Regions from separate parts of the Oryctolagus cuniculus genome. Here region 1 is linked to region 2. A link is a contact called in public Hi-C data. All regions are on one chromosome and are shown on one strand. Each heading gives the region's core, a stretch centred on a gene start, on an enhancer-like site or on the middle of the called end of the contact. The rest is flanking DNA. Distances are from core to core; before and after follow the strand shown. Region 1 holds the start of TSPAN12 (tetraspanin 12). Region 2 overlaps TSPAN12 (tetraspanin 12).

Evidence for each region. Hi-C and Micro-C count contacts between places; a contact is called where the count stands out from the background.
Region 1: a contact with region 2 is called in a Hi-C map of an unstated tissue, with 2.8 times the contacts expected there. The contact joins the promoter of TSPAN12 here to the enhancer-like site in region 2. A contact is called at or near these places in 2 of 6 Hi-C or Micro-C datasets (ear pinna and an unstated tissue).

The regions. Positions count from the first base shown.
Region 1 is chr3:156,845,628-156,849,761 of mOryCun1.1, forward strand. TSPAN12 (tetraspanin 12) reads right to left here and starts at 2,679. Exons shown (of 8, transcript XM_017342722.3): 1 at 2,535-2,679; 2 at 2,095-2,278; 3 at 1,084-1,219. The coding sequence starts at 1,149.
Region 2 is chr3:156,785,341-156,789,364 of mOryCun1.1, forward strand. It overlaps TSPAN12 (tetraspanin 12), which reads right to left. Exons shown (of 8, transcript XM_017342722.3): 7 at 57-200. Among named protein-coding and RNA genes, the nearest start is that of TSPAN12, 61 kb to the right of the region's middle. Within about 2 kb of position 2,576, at least 2 of the 8 cell types and tissues checked have an H3K27ac peak or open chromatin away from gene starts, as enhancers often do.

The DNA of each region.
Region 1 (4,134 bases), core at 1,429-3,928, 60 kb after region 2:
AGCGATTTTACATTTCTAAATGGTGAATTTACTCAATGTTTTAATTTTCACGTTGAGAGAAAAGTACTGTCATGTTAGATATATTCCAGATTATTTGCTTAACAAAGGTTTGTCACCTTAAAATGGTATCATCCTCAAACAGTCTATCAACCAAAAGGTCATCCTCTGGAGGCCACATGCAAGATCCCATGAAGAAAACACTGGTCAATGCCAGTCAGGCAGCACTCCTCCCCCCAACAAAGTTCCATATTAACATTTTTAAAAGAAAATTCTAGAATCCCAGAAATAGCAAAAATAAAAAAAAGTACCTACTTAAGTATGACAGCCTACTGAAGCAGTAAGTTTTAATTTTTATATTTTCCTATGTTACATAAATACTAATGATTATTAATAACACTTTATGAAAATATATGCCTGAGCATAAGGCATTAAAAAGTCGGTAACCCATAGGGCATAAAGATTTCCATGAGTTTCTTAAATTTTATGTATTTTATTCCCTTAAATAGTCATGGGATTTTCCAAAAGTATACACAAAATTCCTTACACTTCACCAACTTAGAAACAGCTACACGAAAACCACCTTTCAGAACTTATGGGATCCCCTAGAAAACCCTACCTACTTCTTTGATAGGATACCTAGGTATGAATCTTTACCAAGAAAAAATATTAAGAGCGCCAGTCCCAACCAAACTTCATAGGCTAGGGTGACATGGAGAAACAATGTATGGCTTGCACAGTTATCTGAAAGTCCTGCAAACAAGCGGTTCCCTAAGTAGTATGTCATAATTTTCTTATCGACGGGTACAAGCACGTGTATTTATTTATATCCCTAGATTAACTTCAAGTCTAATTTTACTGCCGCTAGTATCCAGGGGTGGATTTCTTTTTTCTAATTACAAATGTAGCTCGAGTTAGATCAAAGGCATTTCAAGAAGGTCAAATTTTGCTTCTGTAAAAATAGAGGGTGTGAGCCCATGTAATTAAATAATGCTTGGCCATGCCCTCTGGCGCATTATCTGGTGGCTTCAGGAAGCCCGGTCCAGCCGTCCCCACCTGTTGGCGCCGTGGAACTGTTTGACTTACCCAGAAAAGCAGATTGAGGGCATAGAGCAGGCAGCGCAGGCACTTCACGGAGTCTTCTCTGGCCATTGTGAGCCCCGCGAGGGAGAAGCCCCATCCTTTCACCACATCCTATCCTCGCCGGCCAAAAAGGAGCGATCTGCCGGGCGCGGGGGAGAACAGGGGACTTGTCAGCAGGCAGCCCTCCAGGGCCAGCCCCACCCTCCGTCCCCGGCTGGGTCCGGAGGGTCCCAAAGCCTGGTTCCTCGGAGACACCCTTCATCAAAACGCCCCTGTTAAAGCTGCAGCACTGAGCTCCCAGAAGTTCCCACCCAGCTTCAGATAACACCTGCCGGGCAAAGGAAAGACAGGCTCTGGGGATGAATGAAGGCGCACAGTAAACTCCCGTTCTCAGGGGACACTCGGCGGGTACCTCTGCTTTCCCACGGGACTCCTTAAAACCTCCCTCGACCCGCGCCCCTCCTGGGGGACAGTTCTGCTTGGAGCTGTCCCCGGGAGACGTCACAGGCGCCACTGGCGAGCCGGAAGGCACTCGCGCCCTCCTCCTTAGGACGGCTCCCGAGCCCACCAAACTCGCACGTCCGCACCTCCCGGTCCCGCAGCTCGGGCATGAACACGGGGGACCGGAGGGGGCGCAGCGCGTAGCAGGGATTCCGCCCGGCGACTAGGGTTTCCTTGGGACAATGTGAGAAATGAGGTTTTCGGTCCCAGAATGATGGATTAGCCCGAGTGGGGGCGGGGATGGGGAGGGGGCGCCGGTGCAGCTGTGCAGACGCCGGGTTAGTCACTGGGTCGCCCTCCCCCGGCCCCGGCCACTCAGAGAGACAAGACGGAGCGCTCCCGGCCGCCTGCGGAGCACAAAGCCGGCGCGGCCAGCAGCCCCGCCACCGCGTGCGCGCGCCCCCGGCAGGGCGCGGGGGTCAGCTCGGAAGCCAGCCTCGAAGTGGCTGAGCACCCAGCCGCCGGGCTGGTGGCACCGCGGGCAGGGAGGACCCGAGACGCGCGGTCACTCACCGTTGGCGCAGGGCTCCGCGCCCCACTCCCGCCGGGGAACAGTCGGGGACACACACTGGGGACTCATCGAGGCAGGGACCCTCCTCCCGCACAGCCAAAGAACTGCATGGGCTCAAACTGCAGACGCTTCCTTCTCTTCCTCTCCCCTCGCCGCCGCCGCCGCCGCCGCCACAGCGGCCGCCTCCTGGGAAAAAAGGGGAAAAAAAAAAAAAAAAAAAGTCCTGGGCAGCAGTTGCTGGAAAGTCTCTGCTAAGCCACCTCCCAGCGCCGCTGTCCCTTCCCTCCCAAGTCCTTGCCAAGTCCGGACGAGGCAGCGGCGGCAGCCAGGGCCAGCTGCACAAACTCTCAGCGCATGCTCGGGCCGCTGGCTGCCGGGGTTGGGTCCTAGTGGGTGTTTCTTGTCCCCCTCACCCGGCGAGAGACCCCAAAGGGCTCCTCACCTCTGCAAGACACGGTGCAGGAAAAAGATAGAGCCTGGAAACTTTGCTCAGCAAACCCCTTTAAAATGGTGGGGTCGGAGAAATGGAGGCTGGGTTACGACCATAGCGAAGCAGGCTTTTATTATATGAAAATATTTGTGTTTGAGAAGGGGGGTAATGGGTGGCTCAGCCCAGTTCCTGCAATGAGAAACTCGTTTTCACAACCTTAATGGAACCACCTCCTGTGATTTGTCACTAGCGTGGTGCCCTATGAACCTCCTGATGGCTCGGCTGCCCTCCCCGGTTGTGAAAAACAGTTCTTTCCCCCTTCATGCACCACTAACGGCACTCGGGGCCACCGGGGCCACTCTGACACCCAGAAGAGGGAGGGAACGCGCTTTAAGGGCTTCACAAGTAAGGCAAGATGAAAGTTGCCAGAATGTCTCCCAGCAAACTTGTTTGGAGTTTTCAATGAGTGATTGATCTTGAAATATGTAGTTGGCAGTGGGAGTTCGGAAAAGTGCCTCTTTGCATGTTTTTACTGAGAAACTAACAGTTTCAAGTAAGACTAGGCGACGATCCTTCCAAAGGTATCTTACCTTTTAGAAATAAGTTTCACACTCCAGAAAAATCACTGGGTCATATTCTCCACTTTCAATTTGGATTTTTTTTTTTTTTTTTTTTTTGACAGGCAGAGTTAGAGAGAGAGAGAAAGGTCTTCCTTTTTCTGTTGGTTCACCCCCCAAGTAGCCGCTATGGCTGGTGCATTGCAGCCAGTGCGCCACGCTGATCCGAAGGCAGAAGCCAGGTGCTTCCTCCTGGTCTCCCATGCGGGTGCAGGGCCCAAGCACTTGGGCCATCCTCCACTGCCCTCCCAGGCCACAGCAGAGAGCTGGACTGGAAGAGGAGCAACCAGGACAGAATCCGGTGCCCCGACCAGGACTAGAACCCGCAGTGCCAGAGCCGCAGGTGGAGGATTAGCCAAGTGAGCCATGGCGCCGGCCTCAATTTGGGTGTTTTATGCCTCAAAATACAACACGTTTGTGTGATTATTTTTGTGCTCATGGCGTGGCAGATAAACCTTCACCAGCAAATATGAATTACCAGGAATACAAGCAATGTCTTTGAGAAAAGCTAATAACTGGAGTCCTTCAATTTCCTGGCAGGAAAAGAAAAGAGTATTGAAGGCCTGCCTACCCTTGCCTGCCTGTGTGGGGTCAGTTGCTTTCAGGAACAACACCGGCACGATGGCACACCTTCTCATTCAGAGAGAACTAACATCAAGACCAAAAGATGAAACACCAAGGTCCTGGGTTAGTTGGAAAATCCCCAATAAGTCAGCTAAGCAGTATATCAGACAGAAAGCTTGCAAAGGTGTAATGATTTTAGCCATCCACACAAAGCACTAAGCAAAATGTCCCGTCACCCATCCAATGACTCTGAGTCTGGCACAAAAGCTGCTTCTGGATTCACAGAGGAAAGCAAAGAAATCCATTTTTATCTTCAGTTTCTGTTCAGATCAGGACATGTGGGTGTTATAAGCAGAGCCATCTGAATGCTGTAGGTGCCACACATTCCTGAGAGTAAACACCCCCAGCACTGAGGGGAGTCTGAATCATTA
Region 2 (4,024 bases), core at 1,326-3,825:
TTCAGTTACTATAAGAACACTTTTATCCATGGTGAGCTAACCACGTAGGGTCTTACCTCTTGATAAAGGTCACTGAGATCTTCCTGGTGGGCCTGTTTGGAGCACCCTGGGAATTCTCTCACGCAGCAGGAGTCTGGCGGCCAGTCCATCTCTGTCATCTCCAACCAGTCGGTGAAATACACCACTCCACAGCACTTAAACTGCAAGGGAGTCAACGCCCAGGCTCAGAAACTATGGAAATGTATTATGGCTTACAGATTAAACCTTAGATTTCTCAGAGTTAAACTCACTCCTGCCACCACATTAAGGACATGTGATATCATCTGCGTTGATGAGAGCAGTGTAGTAAAGGAACCAACGGTGAACTGCCTTCTAATGGAACAAGTCTGAACCATCATGTCCACAGCACATAAAACCAATCAGGCACGACTAAGGCTCATCCCCTACCTGCACAGGGCATCTTGCCCTAACAGATTTAATAGACACACCGGTAAACCAAATAGTGGAAATCCTCTATCTTATTATTAAACCTCTAATGACAAAGAGTAATTAGTCAAATTTGTATATTGCCTAGTCACTATTTAATTCCTCAACATATTGAATCATGAGTTTCCACAATTAATCTCCATAGAACAACTGACTGATCAAAGCCCACATCGCAAAGGTTACCTGCCTTGGATTCTCTAATGAGCAAAATTTCCAAAAACTTTAGAAAATGAACAAAATTTTGGCCAACTAATTTTCCCTCAACTGAATGAGGTTCTTGAACTAAACCACCATATTCCATCACTATATCTGCAGAAATGATGCACCTATAACACGAATAAAGTAAAACTTAGGAAAAGCTATATTGCACTTCTTACAATAAGAAAAATATACTTTCTCTTGTCTCATCTCTCCTAAGATTCGCAAAAGCTTTCTCTGGTCAAGGTGTAGAAGCACTGCTTCAGGACACCTATAGATTAGATTCAAAACAATTAGCCATGATGAATAATTTTCTGCCCTTGGATAGGGGACGATTCCTCTTATCTCTTTCACGGAACAGGGCAGTCACTGAGAACTTAGCCAAGGGCAATCAGCTATGCCCCACAGATCAATGTATGCCCAAAATGAGCCCTGCATCTTAAAATATTACAATCCATCATCCCTTCAAAACTTAACTTAAATCAATTTTGAAAAACTCTGAACTTCTTGTGCAAAAGGAGACAAGCAAAACCACTAGCATTTGTTTTGCATTTTCTACACATGCCTAAATATCTAATTTTTAAAAAGAAATCAAATCATCTTAAAGGATGATTAATGATGAATTGCTAAAAGATTTAATATTAAAATTTTGAAACCCTTTTTTACATTTTTTAGTATTATCTTTTGTACACTTGCTTTAAAAGCTATGTATAGACCATAAGCATCACAAATTAAGTCAAATTCTAAAAGCCATGAGTATACTACAACCATCAGCAAGTATATCAAACATAATTTGACATTACGTAGTTTACATAACTTACTGAGTATCCTTTAAAATATAAAGTAAAAAGACGTCACTTGGTTTTAAAAAAAAAAAAAACTACTGTATTTCCAACTTAGTCTTTTTAAATCCTTACTCTTAGAGAAGACTCATTTCTCTAACTGGCTAAGGACACAAGCCCTCTCTCTGTTGATGACACAAGGGCAGCTCTTGGAGGATTCCTTCTCCTCGCACAGTGGAACAAGCCCATTCATCTGGCCGTGTCAGGAAGTGAGGTGTTCCTTCCACATAGCTGCCTTTTCTGAACAGGTTAAGCACATCATGTTCTGTGTTGAAGTTTCTTTTAAATAATTTATTTTTTGTCTTTTTAAATAGTTGTCATTCTTCTCCAAGAGAAGATAGAGTTTGTACTGAAACTTTTCCTGAAAACTCCCTGGTAAGTCCCATACCATGCCAACACATTACTGTGGTGACATCACATTGTCATTTCCCTACCTGCTTTAATTCCACATTGTGGGTTAGCACCACTCTTACTTACCCTGTGTCAAGTTCTAGAAAGTGAAATCACCATTCCACTTATGAATAAACAAAGCCCTTGAATGGCCAAACAACTCACCATAGTCACAGGCTAGTATGTAGCAGAACCTATTTATTCCAAAGTTTATGCTCCAAACACTATTGTAAAATAAATAAATATATTTTTAAATCTAGATTTTTAATTCATTAATTTGTTTATTTATTTGAGACAGACAGAAACAAAGAGCTCCCCAAATGCCTGGAACAGCAGAAGTTGGGCCACACTAAAACAGGGAGCTGGGAACTCAACCCAGTTCTCCCACGTGGGTGACAGGGACCCAAGTGCTTGAGCCAATACCTGCTGTTTCCCAGGGAGTGCATTAGCAGGAAGCTGGAAACAAGAGCAGGGCTGGGATTTGAATCCAGGCACTGCTGTATAGGGTGTGGGTGTGTGGGTGTTCCAAGAAGTCAAACACTCTCCCCTTCCCCCCAGCCAACCAAAGGTAGGCTGCCTAAAAAATCTTAAGGAAGAGTCCATTACAAGGTGATTGATGAGTCATCAAGCTTCACTGACTGATGAGTCAGAAAACTGGGCTTGGCAAGGTCATTCCCAGCTCCATGAGGTATTTCGGAAGAGGGGTTTTATGGGCTGACATGTGTCCTCCCCTAACCCAAATTCTTACATTGAAATTCAAGCCCCTGGGGCCTCAGAGTGTGACCGAATGTGGGAATAGGGTCTTCGCAGAGTTAAAATAAGGACACTGGAGCAGGGGACGGGAGAGGGGCTCTAATCCAACAGGACTGAGGTCCTTTCCAGGAGAGGAAATCTAAACGGAGTCATGGACAGCGGGAAGACAACGTGAAGTCACAGAGAGGAGACGGCCATCCACAAGCCAAGGAGAGCGGCCTCAGCGGAGACCAACCCCACCAACACCTTGATCCCTGACTGCTGCCAAGCCCTAAAACTGGGAGAAAGAAACCTGTATTATTGAAGTCCCGGTCTGTGGTGTCTGGCTATGGCATTCATTGCAAACGAGTGTAAGAGGCACTAACAAGCTGGTTCAGGGTCCTCAGAGGTACGAACCACCTCCCTTTATGTGAAACGGAGTACGAGACAGGGCAGATCTGACCATGTGACAGCTCTAGGAACAAGGGTGTGTCACCAGCAGTGCTTACACACTACCATCAGGAAAAAACAAACTTGTTTGGATCATCACAGTCACTACAAGTTCCAGAAAAACAAAGTGCCCTGGAGAGCTCCTCCCAGGACAGTGGCCGAACACAGCTCACCGTGAATTCCCTAAGGGCTTCCCTTATTTTCTCTTCGTGATTTTTTTTTTAGTACACATGCACAGTAAACAAAGTCAGGAAGCACTGACACCAACAGGAAACCTGGGTTACAATGATCATTTTTACCATCTCAACCACTGTGAAACAAAGGTCCTGGAGATTGGCCTGGACTTGAATTCCTGCCCATGACTAGGATACGATGACTGAGCAGAGAGCTGGTGACCTATCACAGAGGGCACCATTTCTCAAACGCTCCATGGCCCTGCTCTGGTTTCGTCCAGATACATGAAAGGAAACAGAATCTTGATCACCTGAGAATGTCCCTTCAATCACAAGGAAACTGCTCGAGACAAGATGTTGGCTGGAAGCAAGATGAATGGCTAACTTCAAGTCACCAGATTTAAAAAATTTAAATATAATGTTTACTTTTTTTTTTTTTGACAGGCAGAGTAGACAGTGAGAGAGAGAGAGACAGAGAGAAAGGTCTTCCTTCCGTTGGTTCACCCCACAATGGCAGCTGCGGCCGGCACACCGCACCGATCCGAAGCCAGGAGCCAGGTGCTTCTCCTGGTCTCCCATGGGGTGCAGGGCCCAAGGACCTGGGCCATCCTCCACTGCACTCCCGGGCCACGGCAGAGAGCTGGACTGGAAGAGGGGCAACTGGGACAGAACCGGCGCCACAACCGGGACCAGAACCCGGTTTGCTGGCGCCGCAGGTGGAGGATCAGCCTATTGAGCCGTGGCACCGGCCTT